5 separate regions of the Mus musculus genome follow, and all the other regions are linked to region 3. A link is a contact called in public HiCAR-type and promoter capture Hi-C data. All regions are on one chromosome and are shown on one strand. The core of a region is the stretch at or near the end of the contact, and the rest is flanking DNA. Distances in the headings are between cores, read along the strand shown.

What was found. Promoter capture Hi-C pulls out the DNA fragments that hold promoters and counts their contacts. HiCAR-type assays count read pairs that join an accessible place to other places.
Region 1: a HiCAR-type map of astrocytes shows a contact between it and region 3, with 6 times the contacts expected there. The contact joins the enhancer-like site here to the promoter of Cdkn2c in region 3. A contact is called at or near these places in 7 of 39 promoter capture datasets (cranial neural crest, embryonic stem cells, frontonasal cranial neural crest and 4 more) and 3 of 115 datasets of contacts at active chromatin or transcription factors (astrocytes, embryonic forebrain and stem cell-derived neural progenitor cells).
Region 2: a promoter capture Hi-C map of pre-B cells shows a contact between it and region 3. The contact joins the promoter of Orc1 here to the promoter of Cdkn2c in region 3. A contact is called at or near these places in 3 of 39 promoter capture datasets (liver, neutrophils and pre-B cells) and 1 of 484 Hi-C or Micro-C datasets (pre-B cells).
Region 4: a contact with region 3 is called in a promoter capture Hi-C map of pre-B cells, with 2.6 times the contacts expected there. The contact joins the promoter of Coa7 here to the promoter of Cdkn2c in region 3. A contact is called at or near these places in 2 of 39 promoter capture datasets (hematopoietic stem and progenitor cells and pre-B cells).
Region 5: a promoter capture Hi-C map of pre-B cells shows a contact between it and region 3, with 2.2 times the contacts expected there. The contact joins the promoter of Tut4 here to the promoter of Cdkn2c in region 3. A contact is called at or near these places in 1 of 39 promoter capture datasets (pre-B cells), 1 of 484 Hi-C or Micro-C datasets (B cells) and 1 of 115 datasets of contacts at active chromatin or transcription factors (pro-B cells).

Annotation. Positions count from the first base shown.
Region 1 is chr4:111,662,985-111,665,684 of GRCm38.p6, reverse strand. It overlaps a transcript of Agbl4 not described here. Among named protein-coding and RNA genes, the nearest start is that of Spata6, 56 kb to the left of the region's middle. Within about 2 kb of position 1,359, at least 76 of the 459 cell types and tissues checked have an H3K27ac peak or open chromatin away from gene starts, as enhancers often do. A contact at or near this core is called in astrocytes, stem cell-derived epiblast-like cells, stem cell-derived neural progenitor cells and 1 more, where this site is marked.
Region 2 is chr4:108,578,006-108,580,705 of GRCm38.p6, reverse strand. Orc1 (origin recognition complex, subunit 1) reads right to left here and starts at 1,252. Exons shown (of 17, transcript NM_011015.2): 1 at 1,131-1,252. Prpf38a (PRP38 pre-mRNA processing factor 38 (yeast) domain containing A) reads left to right here and starts at 1,370. Exons shown (of 10, transcript NM_172697.3): 1 at 1,370-1,721. The coding sequence starts at 1,592.
Region 3 is chr4:109,665,449-109,668,148 of GRCm38.p6, reverse strand. Cdkn2c (cyclin dependent kinase inhibitor 2C) reads left to right here and starts at 1,393. Exons shown (of 3, transcript NM_001301368.1): 1 at 1,393-2,539.
Region 4 is chr4:108,326,753-108,329,494 of GRCm38.p6, reverse strand. It overlaps Coa7 (cytochrome c oxidase assembly factor 7), which reads right to left and starts at 1,343. Exons shown (of 3, transcript NM_027250.4): 1 at 1,205-1,343. The coding sequence starts at 1,310.
Region 5 is chr4:108,458,018-108,460,752 of GRCm38.p6, reverse strand. Tut4 (terminal uridylyl transferase 4) reads right to left here and starts at 1,343. Exons shown (of 31, transcript NM_175472.4): 1 at 1,114-1,343; 2 at 553-736.

The DNA of each region.
Region 1 (2,700 bases), core at 110-2,609, 2.0 Mb before region 3:
CCTCCTCCATGCTGAGAGCTCGTCTTCACCAGCTTTATGTTACAGGTATGACCTTATCCAAGAGCACTACAGAGGAACTGAGCTTGTCAAGACTTCCACAAGGGCCAGTGACAACCCCTGGGCAGACCATTGCCAGCCTATATAGTATACCCTAAATAGCATTTATTCCTCTAAGCAATGCAAGACATCAGCATGCTATATGACTCCTGGTCAATATGCTATAATTCACAGATAATTTATGTTCTTGTGTCTGGTATTTAATGATATTTTACTGTGAACTCTATTATCTAACAGAAATGTAGCCTGCCTCATGTCATTTCTTTCCAGAGCCACAGACCAGGGGTGATGCTATAGGACACCTAGCTTCAAACCCAGCATTCCCCTAAGGAAGGAAACCCTTCTTTCTCTACTCATACTCTGGTTGAATTCCTCTGATAATGAGACGCTCACTACCTTCCAAGGAACTCATGTTTGGCTGCTCTCTTTAATAGAGCACTTTCTTTAGCATGAGCTGAAGCTTGTCTTACTGAATAGTAGTCCCGGGATTTGACCAAATTAACTCTGGCCAACACAGCATAAATTTACTTCGTTTGTCCCATGATGTCCCTTAAACATTGAAGAGATTGTAACCTTGCTTTCCCATCTCTACCCTTAACTTTTTTCCTTTGCAAGTATTTTCTTTATTACTATTAATTTATTTACATCCCTCCACTTTTATCTCAAAAAGAAACACTTCTACTCCCCTTGTAGTGATTTCCCCACACCTCTCCATATTGGTCATCTTTCAAGTGATCATAGCTATCGTTTAATGAGCACAAATGTTTCCCATACCTAAGTTCATCAAATCATCATAACTGTTAGAGTGAGAAGGGTATTACAAGTGAGAGACCCGAGATCCATAAAGGTAAACTGACTGTTCTGTATTCTATAGATGTTAAGACATAAAGCACGGTTTGAATTCAGAATTAGAACCTGAATTGCCTGTCTTCAAGTTTTAACCTGGGTTCTAATCAGTCAACAGGCTTTTAAAAACACAGTGCCTATGCACAGCCACAAGAGATGGGTGTGGAAGAAAGTCCATCTAAGCTGCAGTCTCATTTTATGCAACCCACCCTTGTTCACATTATCTAAAATGATGCTATCATTTCCAAAGCTGCCTCACGGTTGAGCCAGGTGAATTCTTAAGCTCCTCACCATTCTGACACAGGAATTGCAGAGCCTTCAAGTCTCGCCACTCTTGTGCATCTTGACAGAGCCCCTGACCTCAAAAGATTAATTCTAATTTGGGGTTGGCTGGTTGTCCTCCAAGGAGTAGGAAGCCAAGAGGGAAGGGTGCCAAGAACACTCCGGGGAACAGAAGTGCTGCACAAACCACTTTATTTGGGCAATAAAAACCCAGGAAGGTTGCTATGTACACAATGGGACACTCATAGCAAACTGACATATGTTTCTTTGTTACCATTTCTGAAAACCAGTATGTGAAAGAGAAAACAAGCTTTGCTCTTGATTTTTGCAATAAACTTTGAAAATCTCCATCTCAAACACAAAGACTGTTTAACTGGAGTTGTGTGCTGAAGGCCCTATCTCCCTGGAGCCTCCCTCCCTCTCCCTATCTCCTAATCCTCATTTCCGGGAGGTCATTTTAATTAGCAGGCTGTCATGGTGACTCAGCCTGCTGCTTCCACAGGCAGGAAGGGAGTAGACTCCCCTGGACCCATTCATCACACAAAGGCACTTTAAGCTTCAGGAAAATGCACACTATTTGGCTTGCCTCCCCTTGGGAATTGCTTCTGCTGTCCTTGTCTTTTATCTCCCTACCTGCCTGGAGTGTGCTCCTTTGTCTCCTGTAGCCCCCTTACCTGGTAGTCACCTTGTTCTCATTGCAGATTATCAGTGCTTACCTCCCCTGATCCTTGTCACCAGGGACTGCAGACCTTAACCACAGCAGTTCTTGGGAATGAATGTGCAATACTTTTTGTTTGGAGGAGCTAGAAATTCAATTAAACTAGCCAGGAAGTTGAAAAATAGCTTTCAGAACAGCTTTCTGAAGTTGCATGCTGGGGCTTGAGGGAGCGAGAGAGCTTATAGACACAATGCCCATATTTTTTAGACCACTCTGATTTCAAAACTTCTGCCCCATTGTTCCCAACAGCATGTTTGCCTCTGGCTTGTATGTGTGTTGTTGTTGCTTTGGATCAGAAAATACGGAGACTGCATTCCTAAACTAGAAACAACTGCAACCTATTTTAAGTGAAGTCACCAGCATCATGACTCTGTGACTTTAAAAAGGGGAAAGGGGCTTCCAGGGCACTGAGCAGATGTGAAGGGCAAAGGGGCTTCCAGGGCACTGAGTGGTCGGACATGTGGGACCTCATGAGAGAGGTATGTAGGATTTCCTCTGCTCCATGGAAGAGAAAGCCTGTGCTGACCTGATTCCATTTGCACATTCTGTTCAGCCTTGAGTTGAAGGCTCACGATTGATTTCCCATTGGTAAAGGGGAAAAATCGATGATAAAGTTTCTCTCTTTCCCTGACTCTTTCACTAGCTTATGTATTATCCTGAAAACCCCTGTCTTGGAAACCAGGAAAGAGCACTTAATTTCATGCCCCAGCAAGAAATGCATGCTCCTGAACCCACAATGCCTCCTGGCGCCATGTCTTTAAAAGGGGGTTGATGGGTCTTTGTGGTTCAGTGAGTTC
Region 2 (2,700 bases), core at 3-2,502, 1.1 Mb after region 3:
TCATCGTATCACCTGTGAAAATAGTATTTACTTCTGGCAGCTTATTATATACAGTAATATATACAGCTTCCCAATCAGAGTGGCAGGTCCACCGGACCCATTTCCTAATCCACAAAATGGAAAAATAGTATCTCTTTTTATTCAACCAATATTATTTGAGGCCTGTGTGCTAAGCACTGTTCTAAGATAATCAGACTAAGAGAAAATACGGTATGATAAACCAATGCCCATCCTACTGTAGCCAACTATTGAAACAATGGATTCCAAGAAGTTTGACTTGTCCCCAGAACTTCATCCTGAAGCCAGAGGAACAACTTGTCTATAGGAAGGATTAGCAACAACAGTCTGGAGGAGCCTCTCAGGAGAGGGGGCTGAGATGTGTGTCTATAAGTGTTCCAGGACAAACGGGGCTACAGAGAGAAACTCTGTTTTGAACCCCCCTCCCGCACCTTCCCCAATCTAATTCTGAAAAAACAGGGTGTGGTGGTGCATGCCATTAATTCTAGGGCCTGAGGCAGAGGCAGTCTCTAAATTCGAGACCAGCCTGGTTCTGAGCAAGCTACAGGACAGCCGGCTCTACACAGAAAAATGTCTAAAAACCATTACAGTAGAAAATAATTACGATTATTCGACTTCTATGGAAAACTAAAAAGACCTCGTGACAGGAATCTCACAGCTCAAAGCTTAGAACTCCCAATTTCTCCAATTGTTAAGAGAAGGCTAGACCCAAGAAAGTAGAATACGAGCCATTAGATGTTTTCTCCAGTGATTGGAGATGAAAGCTCACTTAAGGGCAAGCCATGTGGAGAGGAGACGCCAAAGTCCCAGAAAGTGACTTAGAGAAAGTCTGTCTCTGGGCGGAATCACCAGTAAAGCGGAGAGCAACACCAGCTCCGCGGTTCCAGAGGAAAGGTTGCGAGTGCTTTTCAGAAGCAGTGCACGCGGAGAGCCAAAGCCTTAGGCTCCCCACCGAGGGCCGGCGCCACCCGCTTCTCCGAGGTCTCCTTCAGTGCAGGAAGTGTTCCTGGAGCTCCGGGGAGGCGAGAAGGTTTACAGGCTTGCGAGCGGTGCCGGCACCGACGGCCCTAGGTGCACGTGTATGCAGTCCGTGGACAACGACCCGCACTCACCTCGCCGACGCTTTGCAGTCCAGGCACTGGAGTAGCTGGGGGACGCTCGCTCGTCCAGGTCTGGCTCCTCCGGGAGACCACGGCTACAACACGTAGTCCCAGCTCTCAGCTGACTAAGAACTGAAGGCACAGGAGAAAACTTTTCGCGCCACTAACCGAAACCCCGCCCACAGTGTGATTCTGATTGGCGTTTCGGACACTCGCCACGCCCTCCCGGGGGTTCATGACGTACTTCCGCCAATTTGCTTGGGCCCTCTCTGGTGCGGGGTGTGCGTATTCCGGCGAAAGAGTTCTACGCCACAGCTTCCGGTACGAAGCTGGTGGCTTTCCGCGGTCGCAAGGGATTCCTTAATGTTTCCCTAGCCTCCGGTAGTCCTTTTTTTTTTTTCCCTTCTTTTAAATAAATACTGAATGTGACGTATTAAGCAAGCCGACGGAAATAGAATTGAAAGAGTTCTAAAATGGCGAACCGTACAGTGAAGGATGCCCACAGCATCCATGGCACCAACCCTCAGTATCTGGTGGAGAAGATCATCCGGACGCGAATCTATGAATCAAAGTACTGGAAAGAAGAGTGTTTTGGACTTACAGGTGAGCGACAGCGCGCAGCCCGCGTCTCGGCTTACGGGTGGTTTCTTCTGTCTGAGTGAGGAAGGACGGACCCTTTGGGGGTGATACTGGAAGAGTATGTCAACTATTCATATAAACTGCTCTGTGCCTGGACTTGTACTAGACGGGACACAGACAAATCTGACACGATCTTTTTCTCTTTTCTCTTTTTTCTTTTCCGTTTTCCGAGACAGGGTTTCTCTGTAATAGCCCTGGCTGTCCTGGAGAACTGCTGGCTTCGAACTGCCTCTGTCTCCCGAGTGCTGGAATTCAAGGAATACACCAGCACCGCAGGGCTCACCGGTCTTTCCTTCTTTCTTTCTTTCTTTCTTTCTTTCTTTCTTTGGGGGGGGGGGGGGGTGGGCTCCGAGACAGGGTTTCTCTGTAGCCCTGGCTGTCCTATGTCCTGGAACTCACTTTGTAGACCAGGCTGTCCTCGAACTCGAACTCAGAAATCCGCCTGCCTCTGCCTCTGCCTCCCAAGTGCTGGGATTAAAGGCGTGCGCCACCACGTCCTGCTTGACCGGTCTTTCTTTTTTTTGTTTTGTTTTTCGAGACAGGGTTTCTCTATAGCCCTTGCTGTCCTGGAACTCACTTTGTAGACCAGGCTGGCCTCGAACTCAGAAATCCACCTGCCTCTGCCTTCGAGTGCTGGGATTAAAGGTGTGCGCCACTACACCCGGCTTGACCGGTCTTTCTTGATGCTGAAGGATTTCTTTAGTTTTTTTTTTTTTTTTTTGAGCCATTCCATTTTTTTAAATTAATTAATTTATTTGTTTATTTATTTATTGATAGTCTGCTGGGTCCTAGATTGTTTATCTCAGGGACCAGATAAGGGTTCCTTTAATGCAGCTTGAAGATGTTCAAGGAACTTCACCATTCCTATAATAAAATTCTTGCTGTTCTTAAATGGGTCAGTAGTTTCATTTTTGACCTGCTTCCCCTAGTCCTTTAGGTTTCT
Region 3 (2,700 bases), core at 144-2,643:
GCAAGACACCATTAATTTCCAGAAAGCAGTGTTTGTAAATTTGTATTAGTGCTAGTTATCACTTTAACAGTGCCAATCTCCTATCATAGCTTCCAGATAACTAAAAACTCAGAGTTCCCAGAATGTATACATGGAATACAGTATACATGGAATCCTAAATATTCTGTTAAAATGATTTTTAAAGAAGTTCATCCCCTTTGTTGTTACCTGATTCACAATATTCAGCTTTCGATACCTCAAAAATTAGCTCTAATCTTTTTCTTAACAACTTAAAGAAACACTGCCAAATTCTTGTAGTTCCAATTTTCCCTAACAGCCAACCTGTTGCTAAATGACTATCCAGATGTCTCTGGCTTGTTTGAATACTTTCACTTTACTCCAAGGAACTGGGTTACAGATGTTACTTGAGGATATATGTGCAGTGGCTGGTTCTAATTAGACCAATATTTGGGGGGGAGGGGAGGCGGAGGGGGGGTTTGGTTTCATTTTGACCACTGAATGCAACCATGCTGGTGTTTTTTTAAAAGCATAAAAGTATAGAAGGCAATAATCTCATATGCCTACAAGAAGACGTGAAAAGTACAGAAAATTGATGAATATGAAATATATGGATGCACTGGTCCTTTTACACTTAGACCACCATCCTCACCTCCACCTAAAAACAACCAATCCTCGGTGTAGTGAGTGAAAGAAATCCCCCAATAAAGACATAGCCTTTTTAGAAAACCTTTCTAACTCACTGTAAGCTTTGTTTAAAGTTAATTGCATTTCTCCTTTTCCCTCAAGACTAGAAGTTCACATTTTCTAGACCCTGAAGTTCGTCGGGATTTCTTGTAATATGCTTTCAGTTCTCATAAAACTCGGTCTACAAGACTTCTCTGCCCTGTGGTGCTGTCAGTTGTGTCGCCTCTGCAGCCCTGGCAATGACCTGACAGGTGCCAAGGCCTGTGGCAGAGCAAAGGAGTCCAGCAGCCCCGGGCCAGGCCACTCGAACTCGGCGAGCCTGGTCGGGGAGCGCCGAGGAGGGTGGAGCTGCCCGGCTCCAGCAGAGGAGATCCTACCCGTCAGCTGCAGGGCCGCCGAGCCTCTAAGGGCCTCCGCCCGCACCCGCGGCCTTAGTTACCACCACCGGGGTCCCGCACGGTAGAGGCTCCCACTCCAGCCAGCCCCAGAACAGCAGGCCAGGCCGGGCCGAACCCACCCCGCTTCGGCAGGGGAGACTAGCGAAGCGAGAGGGCAGGCGGGAGCGCCAGCGAACCCAGGCCCAGCGCGGGCAGAGAAGGGCGCAGGGCCGCGAGGGCGGAGCGAGCGGGCTGCCGGCCACTGCGCCGCCAGGGCGTTGGGCGGGGCGTGGGCGGGGCCCGGCCTTCCCGCTCCCGCGGCGCCCTAACTCGGCGGAGCCTCCTTAAAACTCTGCCGTTAAAATGGGGGCGGGTTTTTCAACTCAAAAAGCGCTCAATTTTTTTCTTTTCAAAAAAAGCTGATGAGGTCGGAAAAAAGGGATAAGAAACCGGCACAGTACCTTCAGAGGCAACCGTAGCAGCAGTTGCTTCAGCGGAAAAAGAAGCAAAGGAGGGAGGGAAGGGAAAGATCCTAAAGGAAAGACGCGCAAGTGTCTGTAGCGGAGAAGGGAGCGGCGATCAGAGATTTGGGGGAGTCGGACTACAAAAGAAACTGTCAGCTGCGGCTCGCGACCGGCCGGCGCAGCCTGCCTCGGCTCCGGAACCCAACTGGCTGGCAGCCGCTGTCCTGTCCGCGGCACTGATAGGGGCACAGGCCGGAGGACCGCCAAGAACTAACTGGCCAAGTGGCACCGAGCGCCCGAGCTGCTGGGCGGCCGCCAAGAAGTTGGCGGGACTGGCTGCGCCCGGGATCTGTGGCGACCGCTCCTACTTCCAAAGACCCTTCCCATCATCGGACGCCCCGGGAAAATCTGAAAGGGAGGGAACGACAGCGGCAGAGGCGACGGCCGCCCCTCAGCGAGCGCTTGCAGTGAAGAGCCTGAGCTAGCTCGGTCGTAGGCGGGAAGTTACTGGTGAGCTGGCCGGGTGCAAGAGCGATGCTGCCGCGAGCTACCCCAGCGGCTGGAGCCCCATAGACGCTTCCCCCTTCGCCGTGCACCGTCTTCAGGCTGCCGGGAGTCCCGGGACCCGGCGGGGCCGGCATGACGGGCTTGGCGGGGGTCTGCCGCACACCCACCAGCCTCCGGAGACCCGCGCCCTGCCCGGCTCCCACGGCCTCTGAGGCTCGGCGGGGCTGCGGCAGCTCGGCGGGCGGGCTCCGGAGGCTCTTCTGAAGACGCCGAGCCCGCTAGGGAGTCGTTGAGACCTGAGAGTTGAGGGCTTCAGAGCTGCTGCTCTGGTCTGCCCTCAGCGATCGTCTTTAACCCTCCCGAGCACGTCAGCATCCAGCCAGCGCGGCGCTCTGCTAGCGAGCGAGCAGCACTCTGGACTACCCCCTTCGGCTAGACGGATGGAAAGTGAGCTCTGCGAAGGACCTGACTCTGAAATTCTGCCTCAAATCACCACTGTGAACAAGGGTGGGTTAATACCTTTTCTACTCTCTAATACTTTTTCTTTCGCGGTGTTGTCTGAGCTGACCTAGTCCTTTAAGTCTCCGCAACATCTTCCTCACAGAGCTGTAAAGCTTAGGTACGTGACAGCTCTGCCTACATCTCACGTCCATAGTAATTAATCAAGA
Region 4 (2,742 bases), core at 94-2,593, 1.3 Mb after region 3:
ACTACTCTTCCAAAGGTCCTGAGTTCAAATCCCAGCAACCACATGGTGGCTCACAACCATCTGTAATGAAATCTGATGCTCTCTTCTGGAGTGTCTGAAGACAGCTACAGTGTACTTACATATAATAAATAAATAAATATAGTCAATTTCTGACCTTTTATTACCTCTGCCTGGCAAAGACTTACAATGGTTCCTTTCCTCCTTCAAAGCTTTATTCAAAAGCCATGTCATTGGGCAGTGCCCTTCACTCAGTTCTTTTTATCACATTTCACTTACCTTAAAAAAACTTTTTTTTCCCTCGAAAAAACTAAAACAAAAAAAAAATTTTTTTTTAAAATTTTGTGCTGGATGGTGGCAGCCCACACCTTCTAGCACTTGAGAAACAGAAGCTTGCAGATATCTTAGTTTCAGGCTAGCCTGATCAACAGAAGGACAGTCAGGACTACACAAAGAATAACACCTCAACAAATTAATTAATTTATTAATTTGTTAACAGGCCTGTGGCTCATGCCAAAAACTCAGAAGATAGAGGAAGCAGTTCTGAGTCCAAGGCTAGCGTGGCCTACACTGTAAGTTCTAGGCCAGTCAAGGCTACATAATGACAGTCTCAAAAAAAAAAAGATTTAATTTTTATTATTTTAAATTATGGATGTGTGTATACGAGCATGTGGTGTGGTGGCAGCAGAGGCCAGAGGCATTGGATCTCCTAGAACTTTAAATGGGCTCCTAATTACTGGACCACCACTCCAATCTCCCTCTCCAATTCTTTTTTTGGGCCGGGTTTTGCTATGTAGTTCAGGCTAGTCCTTAACTCCTGAGTTCTAAGTGATCCTCCTTCCTCAGCCTCCCGAACGCTAGAATTACAGGTGCAAGATGCCAACCAATTCTGGCTCGCATTTACTACTAGCATATATTTCATTTATTTCCTGCATGTTAAATGATTCCCTCAAAGACATGTACACCGAGGTTCTACTTCACCCTCACACCTCCAGTCCTAGCACCCTAAACTTGACTACACAGCATCTAGCCTGAGGGCTCCGCCCTCCGCTGCAGGCCCCGCCCCCGATGCACTACAACTTCCCGCCCACAGGCCCGTAGTGACCCTGACCCGGTCCTTAGGCGTCCTCGGCCCGCCACGTGACCACGACTGCACCCCACGCTCGCTCCCCTCCCCTATGTCCCAGGCTGCGCAGTTGGCGCTCACCCTCCGGGTCCTTCTCGCGGTAGCATTGGTAGTGACACTCCACCTCCATGTTCTCCAGGAAGGACTTCACCTGCTCCTCGTCCTGGAAGTCAACCAAGCCCGCCATGATTCCGACTCCCACAAATCGCTTTGTGGCTCCACCCTCAGTTACGTGAGCCAGCCCAGGGGCGGGGCATGCCGGCGGCGTGCGTGACGTCAGCGCTCCTCAGTACGGGGGCGGGTTGGAAGGAAGGAGACGATTACCGCTTCCCATCATCCTTTGCGGTGGTAGCTCCCCACCCCCCCCACCCCTCCAGGCTTTTATTCTTCTTTTTGGACAGCCCTCTCCCAGGTTTCTGCGTCGGTTTATCTGAGGCCATACTGCCCCTTAATGGTTTTCTCCCTGTAGTCTGGATCAGCCAGACATTCTTCAGTTCCGGTTCTAAAGCCGACACAGCCGGGAGCTCAGGTCCCAGCCTTACCAAAGCTTACAGCGTTGGGCTGCAGCTCACCACCAAGTACTCTGAAGCATCGTAAAACAGAACTTGAAATCTATTCCGAAAGCATTCGTTCATTTGGGTGGCAAGCATTTTGAATACCTTGTGTGTCCCAAATATGGCCGGAAAAACCGAAATAAATAAATCTGTGCAATTGCCACGGGATGCCCTTATCTCTATATTCTTTGTAGACCCATCAAAATCATCCATATTAATATGACTGCGAGTTATGATTAGAACACATCAGTGGTCGGGATTATAGTGACAACATGGTCACTATAATAGTTTTAGAACAGCAGCATGGCGGATTGAAGCCAAGGAACACTATGAAGTCATATGATGCAACAGATCTTACCGAAGAGGTTTATTGGGGCAAGGAGAAAGGGAAAGGCCGATTGGGAATGGACTCATGGTTTTAAAAGCAGTTCCATGACACATCTTTCACAGGATAGCACAAGCTCTGCGTTACTCCAGAGCCTCTGGCTAAAACTGACTTTTATGTATGGCTTCTCCTGTTTTTCCTTTGATAGAATCTCACTTTGAGACAATCCTCCCCCCTCAGCCTACTGAGTACTGTTGCAGATACAAGCTCCCACATCCACCTATCCGTGTTCTTTTTATCTTGTTTATATCTGTAATCACTAGAGGGAGCCCTTAGAATACATGGTCCAGGATGAGAAGGCCTGACCTTTACTTTGGAGCCTCCCTCCTTAACCTACTCCTACTGGATACATCTAGAAGCTTACTTGCTTTGTTCTGTATAACTGAGACAGGCTGACTCCATGACAGGCTTCACATTGGCAGTTCAGGAGACTAGACATAAATCTCTGTTTCCAAGAACTGAGCAAGCCCAGGCCTCAGAAGAGGCCACACCACCTGGCCTCCAGGAGTTCCAGGATAGCTTGGAAAACAGTAAGCCATTATTAAAAAAAAATAATAATAATATTTAGGCTGAAGAAGTAGCTCATCTGTTGGAGAACTTGCCTGGTCCCTTGGGTTCAGTCTTCATCATGTCCTAAAACAGGCATGGTGCAATCCTAGCACTTGTTGAGGTAGAGGCAA
Region 5 (2,735 bases), core at 94-2,593, 1.2 Mb after region 3:
CGGGGGACAGAGACGGCGGGTGAGCAGGAAACGAAATCCACACAAACCTACCTCTGCTCCCTCCCGACAAGGACAAGCCCGGGGGATGGCGGGGAGGACACGCTGTGTGTGTGTGTGTTTACAAGTGTATATATACATACACATACACAGGGTGAAAGAAAGGCACACAATACAGACAAACACGCACTGGATCTAAGCGAAGGCTAGACCAATCCCGTTAACTCAGATACTCCTACCCCGTCTACAACAGGTTTCGGTGGCCGGACGGGCGCCCCAGCTTTCCCTAAGGTCGGCCCCCCAAAGCCCTCCTCAGGCCGCCCAGGCCGCCTTCTCGACTTCCCTCCTTCCCTCGGCTTTCCCCTGGGACACCAGAAGCCAGTTCCAGCCCAGGAGGAAGTGCCAGGCCCCGAGGGGGCGGCGGAGACGCGCTCCGGCGGCGCGGACACCTGCGAGGCGCCGCACCTGAAGGGGACAAGCTGGGGGCCCCCGGGCTCAGCGGCCGAGCACACCCCCTCGGCAGCCCGCGCAGCGCGGCGGCCCGCAGCCCCGTACCTGAGAAGCCCGCGAGCTACAGGCGCGCGCGACGCCTCCTCATCTCAGAGGCTCCGGCTCCCCCTCCGCCTCCCGCCGCCGCTGCCGCCCCCGTCGCCGTCGCCGCCGCCGCCGTCGCCGCCGCCGATGGAGGCCAGGACACGACGAGCTCAGGACTCCACCGCCATGTCCGCCGCGCCGCGAACTGCATTGTGGGGGGGAAGGGACGGGGAGGGGGAGGAGGAGGGAGCGAGAGAAAGAGGAGGACCCGCTGAGGGGAGGGGGCTGAGGGAGAGTGGCGCCCGGCCGAGGGGGGAGGGGAGTCGGAGGCTCTCCCCAGCCTGGGATCCCGATTGGGATGGGAGGAGATAGCCTCGGAGGCGGGGAGCAGAGCCTCCCAGAGCTGGGTTCAGGGGCTCCCTCTTCTTTAATTCTGGGGATCCCCCCCAAGCACCCGTCAAACCTCGGCGGAGGAGGGGGTAGACCGGGGGGCGTGGGGGGAGGGGCTTCGTTCCGGGGCTCGTGGCGGTCGCCCGGAAACAATGAGGAGGGGATGGAGGTGGGAGGACGGCGCGCACACACCCGCGCTGAGGAGGGAGAGCGGGCGAGCGCGCGCGGGCTCCGATCGGCGCCCGAGCTGGGGGCGGGCGGGCCCCCGAGGGAGAGAGGAAGGGAGGGAGGGAGGGAAAGGGTCGGAGCTACCCGCGGCTCGCTGGCTGGAGCGGGCCTGCAGGGAGAGAGAAAGAGAGAGAGAGGGTCCTGCGGTCCAGCACGCCGACGCCGGGAAGCGGCGCGAGGACGCCGGCGAGCTTAGGGTCGCGTGCACCGTCGCGCTTCTCACGTCAGGCTCCCTGGCTGCGGGCGCCTTGCCTGAGGCCCCCGGGCGGGAAAGGGGGCAGGTTGCCTAGCTGTGCCCCAGGGAGAGGCCGTAGATGTGCAGGCTCGGGCTTGTCACTGTCCGACAGCCCACGCATTTCTTGAATCCTCCGCGACCATTCCTGACTTCTGAGCACTGTCGAGCAGCTAGCAGGAGGGAGCCCCCCACCCCTTCACCCTTGCATCCAGTCCAGTTTTGCATCACCTCAGGACTAACAAAGCAGAGAAATCTTGAGAAATAGTTCGAAAACCATTTCTTTAGTTTCAGGTGGGCATAGAAACAACTACCAAGAACGGCTTCCCTCCTTCCTCCTTTTTTTTTTTTAAATGTGTTAGCTTCCTCTCATTTAAATTTACACTCATGGAAGACTAGAAGGCTTTGTTAGTTTATTTTAATGACACCCCCCCCCCCCGCCCTCAAGCCTCGAGATTATTATTTGACCAGTCTCCTACTTCACTCAGAGCTGGTCAAATCACACAACTGCAGTCCTTGAGGTGGATATTTACTAGGCAGAAAAAGTGTATGGCACTAAACGTGGGGTTTTATAAAGGGAAGCAGCTGAATCTTAAATATTTACAAGGTAATGACAAATTTTCTTGTGACTCACAGACCAGAGCTGCTAAGAGGCTACAGAGAGGCAATTGTCTCTGCAGAGTTCATCGACTTCCTGCTACATCCCAGAACTAAACACCTCTCACATGATATGTCCGTCAGAATCCCCAAAGCTGAACAAGCTTAGTGAGAAGGGACCAAGCATTGCCAACTTACTTCTAGGCATCGAGCTGAGGAGGCTTCATACACTTAACCACCTAATCTTCATAATGATCTTGTGACAATAGATACTATGGCTTCCATTTGCAGAGGAGAAAATATGCTCTGACAATCCCCTTCCCCCTGTCTCTGACTCCAGCAGACCCAGGAGCTGTGGATAGAGGGTAGCCAGTCAACCCTTCCAGCTTGGGGCGATTATCAAACTAATAAAAAATCCAGAGTTGCCTCATCTGAAACATTTTTAAATGTGTCCAAACTTCAGAGAGATAAGGTAAAGAACAGAAGAGGAAATGAAAGTGAAAACCGAATGTTAGGTGTGGTAGATTACAGCTGTAATATCAGCATTCTGGAAGCTGGGGCAGGATGATCACCAGGTCAAAGCCAGACTCTGTAGCCCAGGCTGGCCTCGAACTCAGAAAGCCGCCTGTCTTTGCCTTGATCTCTTTAAAAATAAAAAATAGACTTATAGCTTCCACAATAACATGTTCATTTTTTTGTTTTGGCTTTTTTGTTTCTTTTCCTTCTTTCTTTCTTTGTGGTGTTTGGGGGAGATTGG